2 separate regions of the Canis lupus genome follow, and region 2 is linked to region 1. A link is a contact called in public Hi-C data. All regions are on one chromosome and are shown on one strand. The core of a region is the stretch at or near the end of the contact, and the rest is flanking DNA. Distances in the headings are between cores, read along the strand shown. Region 1 has its middle 99 kb from the start of C1H9orf85. Region 2 overlaps LOC106559439 (a long non-coding RNA gene).

The links. A called contact is a pair of places that touch in the nucleus more often than the background predicts.
Region 2: a contact with region 1 is called in a Hi-C map of amygdala, with 5 times the contacts expected there. The contact joins two enhancer-like sites. A contact is called at or near these places in 2 of 9 Hi-C or Micro-C datasets (amygdala and skin fibroblasts).

The regions. Positions count from the first base shown.
Region 1 is chr1:86,381,221-86,384,181 of UU_Cfam_GSD_1.0, reverse strand. No RefSeq gene overlaps it. Among named protein-coding and RNA genes, the nearest start is that of C1H9orf85, 99 kb to the left of the region's middle. Within about 2 kb of position 1,546, at least 2 of the 20 cell types and tissues checked have an H3K27ac peak or open chromatin away from gene starts, as enhancers often do.
Region 2 is chr1:86,595,494-86,598,454 of UU_Cfam_GSD_1.0, reverse strand. All of the region lies in intron 5 of LOC106559439 (a long non-coding RNA gene), which reads right to left. Among named protein-coding and RNA genes, the nearest start is that of CEMIP2, 24 kb to the left of the region's middle. Within about 2 kb of position 1,409, at least 3 of the 20 cell types and tissues checked have an H3K27ac peak or open chromatin away from gene starts, as enhancers often do.

The sequences.
Region 1 (2,961 bases), core at 297-2,796:
ATATTTTTTAAAGATTTTATTTCTTAAGTCATCTCTATACCCGGCATGGGGCTCAAACTCACAACCCTGAGATCAAGAGTTGCAAGTTTTGAGGGCTGACACTTTGCCCATACATACTTATTAGAGCACAAGACTAGGAGTTAGGGGGACTGGGTTCAACTTCCTGCTTCTTACTATGTGATCATTGGTGAATCTGAACCTCAGTTTTGTCACATGTAAAATGAAACCCATTTTCCTCACCATGCTAGTAATGGGGATCAAATGTGATAAACCAGTTGTCTTCACTCATGAATCATCAGTCTAATTGTTCTTAAATTCCTTCATCCACAAAGACCTGCAAGCATGACACTTGTTCCCCAAGTTGTTATTCTTTCAGGGAAGATTACTTTCTGGCTGAGGCTGGCAAACAGCTGCCACATTTTAATTTATTATGATTTTTTGTTAGTTTGTGTTTGTTTCCTAACCTTGTATAATTTCAATTTTTTGGAATCCGAATGAGAATCTTGAGGCCAAATTCTACTTCATTCAGTCTCTGGTTGGTCTTTTATTTTTAAAGTTTTTATTTATTCATGAGAGATACAGACAGAGAGAGAGAGAGAGAAGGGCAGAGACACAGGCAGAGGGAGAAGCAGGCTCCACGCAGGGAGCCCTACCTGGGACTCGATCCCTGGTCTCCAGGATCACGCCCTGGGCTGAAGGCAGGCGTCAAACCGATGAGCCACCCAGGAATCCCTGGTTGGTCTTTTAAAAACAAATGTGGTTGCATGAAATTGATGTCAGAAAAATGCCTATAGTCCATTAATCACCTTGGGTGGACAAGACAGGTGGCTACTGCAAGAATAAGGGAATAATCCCTAAGTGACTAAGACAAAACGTAATTCCCTTAGGAACCAGGTCAAGCAGATTATGTAGGGCTAGGGTGGTGACTCAGCCTTTTGAGGCTTGTACTTCCAGGTTGAGGGACTTGTGAGGTGTTTTGGGGAGTGTGTGGGTAGCTTTGTGGGAAGAGCGATTCATCCTCCTGGAAGCATTGCTTTGCGTCTCTGTCTCTGTCTCTCCCTATCTCCCTGTCTCTGTCTCCCCCTCTTGGTGTCTCCATTTTCCTCTAACTCATTTGCTCTGGCTCTCACTCTCTTTATAACTTCCTTTTGTTCTGTCCCTCAAGAAGGGAAACATAAGTGAGGAAGTTTAATTTTAGTTTCCAAAAGGATCAGAGAGGACATGAAAGAGTAGCTAGTGATTGATTAGCTGTAAGGAAAAAAAGTTATGCATATTTTTCTTCAAAAACAGCCCATAGTCACGACAAGCTACAACCTAAATAAATATGAGACTAGTAATTGAGCACAGGTTTCTAAGATAATGAACCAAGGAAGACATAGTACAGAGATAAAGAAGAATAGACCTACATTTATTGAGCCTGTGTGCTATCTGGAAAGCTGCTGCAATAACTGATAAAAATAATACATGATTCAAAGTTCTTTGGATAAATATAGCTGAGTAAGAACAAATGAGTAACATTGGTGAAGTAGATTATATTTCTGTGTGTGAAGAGATGTTGTAAACTATAATTCCATTCACTTCAGACATTTGTTAGGCACACACTGGGGACAAAGCTTTGTCCTAGAAACTGGAAGGAGCTATAAAATAAATGACACTGTTAAGGAAATAAAAGATTTCCTATTTTATATGTATTTCACTTGTTCAGATTATGTGGTTCTCATACTATGTTCTCATTGGTCTTATTCCTGCTAAGCTATAGGGATAAAACTTCTTACTCTCTTAATAGGGGATGTTCATCTGCCCCAGAGAAAGAAGCTGGGGAAGAGAGACCGGCTCTCAATCAGAAAGCCAGAACTCAGAAGGCTCTCAGAACTCAGATCTGCATAGTATAAGTCATATTATATGCTTGGGTCTTGCTCTGTATTTTCTTGGTTCTTTTTTTTAAGATTTTATTTATTTATTCATGAGACAGAGAGATAGATGAGGAGAGGGAAAAAGAGAGAGAGAGAGAGGCAGAGACATAGGCAGAGGGAGAAGCAGGCTCTCCTCGAAGAGCCCAATGTGGGACTCTATCGCTCAACTCCAGGATCAGGCCCCGAGCTGAAAGCAGTGCTCACCTGCTGAGGCATCCAAGTGTCTCTATTTTTTTGGTTATTGTTTGTTTATTTTCTTCCTGTTCTGGCCTTGTTTTACCTGTACTTTTGAAGATAACAAAGAAGAGTCTTAGATGCTTGTGAGCCACTGTTCACAAAGTTGGTCTTTGGACCAGCAGCATTAGCCTCTACCTGGGGATTCATTAGTAATGCACGTTTCTAGATCCCACCCAGACACATTGGATCCGAAAGTCAGTATGGGGACCAGTGATGTGTCCTGCCTTCCAGGGGATTCTGATGCTGGCTCCCTGCTGAGCGCTAAAGCTCTGCTTGAGAACTGAAGGAGAACAGCACCCTCTGCAGGCCTTGTGGTCACAGCAGCCATGAGAAAGGAGCTCTATCCAGGTGAAGCAGGGGGGAGCAATGTTCTTGTCCCATGGAGTGGAAGAATAAATCTCACAAAGGAGAGTGAGCAAAGTGGTAGAGTTTTATTAGGCAAGGATATAGAAAAATCTCTAGAGAGTGAGAGGGGTCCCAACCGGGTTGCCAATGAGGTCTTTTCATCTCTGTTCTTTTATTAGGATTTTGCCAGAAACCTGGGGGTAGTCGGGTCAGTGGCCTGGAACTAGACATGACACTTACACATTGTTTGAGAGTTCTTGTCTCTGTGACATCTGTGATCTATAGATATCTATTGCTAGTCTGATTAATCTTTATAGTTAAGTCTTCCTTTGAGGCCTGATTAGTTTTTGGGGTTATTTTTATTTTCTGTGGTTACAATGTAATTATTAGAAAAACATCTTAACCCTAGTAATTGAGATAAGGCGCTCTAAATTTTCCTAATCTCTGTCTTCATTTTATCGCTGCA
Region 2 (2,961 bases), core at 160-2,659, 210 kb before region 1:
ATTCCCTGCATAATCTCCTGTCCCACTACCATGGCCACTTGATTCATGTGTCTATCATGCTGGCACTGAAATGATGAATGATAGGACTAGCTGTCAGTCAACTGACCAGGTCATTGTGTCTACTTGGTTGTTTCATGCCTCTTCTGCTGCTACTCTCTGAGACATGTTAACATTTGACACGTTTCATACCCACACCTGTATTTCTATTCATATACTTCTACGCCAGACTTCCTAGTCTGCAACCTTCCAACCTCCTTTCCTTCCAGACCGCTAGTCAACTGGCCAGGCCATCTGCCACTGTCCATGAGTTCCTATATATTCTAACCCTAGTGTACATCTCTTCCACACAAAGTACACTACTCAAAGTTCTATCCACTGGGAGGATTTCCCCTTGCCATTATCTTTTAAGGTTGCTGAGAGGTCTGTAGAAAAGATATGATCCATTTTTAGCTTGCCCTCCTATGCAGGCTACACCCATCTGCAAAACAAACTTGACTGCTTTTTATTCTTTGGCTGGTCATGCAGAATGCCCATACAGTCCTGAGTACGCGCTGAAGAGGGGCACTGGGGCAATAGTGGTTAGGGACCATGGGGTTGTCTGGGATCCTGCTCATGCAACTTACTTGTACCCTCTGTTCCTGATATTCTCAATTCTAAATGTAGCACCTTCAGTTTATGATGGATTGTTGCTAGGACCCCCTTATTTAGGACTTGGTTGATCTGCCCCAGTTCATGATGAGAAATTTTACTGCATGATCGCTTGGTGACCAATTGACAGGCCTTCTATCTTGACCAGAGCTTTACAGCATGACAGGAATCATTTTTTCAAAGACATGTGATTCTCTACTGCAGATAGCATGGCTGTGTTCTCACTTCCCAAGGCTCTAAATTGTGATCCCCCACTGGGACTTGCCATAAAATCCTTCCTTACCAATCACAGCTCCAACACCATGCAGTGTGCAAGATCATATGGCCTGACTGACAGGGCTGCTCATACCTCACCCTGGGCCTGACACAGAGTACTTTCCTGCACAAGATCCCACCCAAACCTAGCAGGCCTGCACATCATTGCTGCAGCAGAAACCAAAAAAGTATCTTTGCCTTCAAGTTTTTGTCTGTTTTTTATAAACATGACAATGAAGGTGGTTAAAACCTGGAGGACCCAGCAGAAATACTTCAATTTACATGTAGGAACCCAGCTTGGGTAAATAAAAGGTAGAGAATACAACCCCAAACCATCTAGGATCTTTCTTCTTAAGGCATGCAAATATCAAACTTTCTAGTTGATTAGTCAGGCATGAGAATTCTACCTTAAAAACAAAAAAGTACATCCTGTTGTCCTCATGTCTTGATCTCACATGGGTTCTTGTCAGATATTAATACATTACATTTTTTTTAAGCAGAGGAAGTGGCTAGGGCAAATTATTTTCTCAAAGGCTGAGAATAGGGCAATGCTTCATTTCCTCCCACCACACACTCAGAAAAGATAGCTATCTGGCTGGAATTCATAAAGTTTTTACTGCCTCAAGTCTAGCAGAAGGGTCCCAACAATAATACAGTGTCCTAAGTGACCCAATTTTCTACTATAAATAAAAGCTTTGTACTTGTGATTATTTTAGGGGAATCCACTCTGGAAAATGTTCAGAAAAGTTCAAGCTTAGCTGGTACTGTTTTTCCTGTCTCATGTCCTTTATTTATTTATTTTTAAAGATTTTATTTATTTATTCATGGGAGACAGATTGAGAGAGAGACACAGGCAGAGGGAGAAGCAGGCCCCACGGCAGGGAGCCCGACGTGGGACTCGATCCCAGGACTCCAGGATCACGCCCTGGGCCGAAGGCAGGCACTAAACCGCTGAGCCACCCAGGGATCCCTAACTACTATAATCTTATGCTAAGTATAATCATATTTAATTTTCCAGAAAAATCTAGTAAAGTAAGGTTATGTGAGGGGTTTAAGAGGCCAATCCTGGTCTTAATGATTTGCTGGGAAAACACATGAGACTCAGCATATTATCACACTCATGGCGTTGAGTTATAACAGTAAGTAGATACAAAGAAAAATTGGCATTGGGAGAGGTTGCATAGGGTGAAGTATAAAGGAAGCCCTGAGCTTTCAAGAGTCTCCTCCTAGTATAGTCATGCAGGATATGTTTAATTCCTCTAGAAATGAGCTCTGACAATGCATGCAAGATGTTATCTACCAGAGAAAGCTCATTGGAAGACTCAGTGCCCAAGATTTTTATGGGGGCCTGCTCATACAGGCACTCTGTACTTAGCATGTCTCAAATTCCAGACTCCCAGAAAGAACTCAGGTGTTTGGCATAAACCATTTCTTGCCAAATCCAAACTGCCAATCAAGGGCCAACCTTGCAAGCAGGCCTTTCAAAGAGTGGCAATCTCAGGACCGCTGTGCCTGTCTATGCTATGTCTTGTAGCTGATTTTCTGCATACAGGCACGATTATCCCGATTATCCCTCTTAAAATATATTTTACATGGGGGATCCCTGGGTGGCTCAGCAGTCTAGCGCCTGCCTTTGGCCCAGGGCATGGTCCTGGTCTCCTAGGATCAAGTCCCACCATCGGGCTCCCTGCATGGAGCCTGCTTCTCTCTCTGCCTGTGTCTCTGCCTCTCTTTGTCTGTATCTCTGATGAATAATAAATAAAATCTTAAAAAATAAATAAAATACTTATATTTTTATATTCATATATATTATCCATTTTTAAAAGATGTAAAACTGAAACTCAAATAGGCTATCTTGCTTTAAACCATACATGTCATATATGGCAAAGCCAGTATCTGAACCACAGTATATCTGCCTCCAGAAGCTGTGTGTGTGGTTTTACTACTATGTTGTTGTATATCAAATCATAGCATCTAATGTACATGAAATATATTTCACACTGAGATTATCTTACATGCATACAGATTCCTCTATGAATAAATCCTTTCACTGATAAT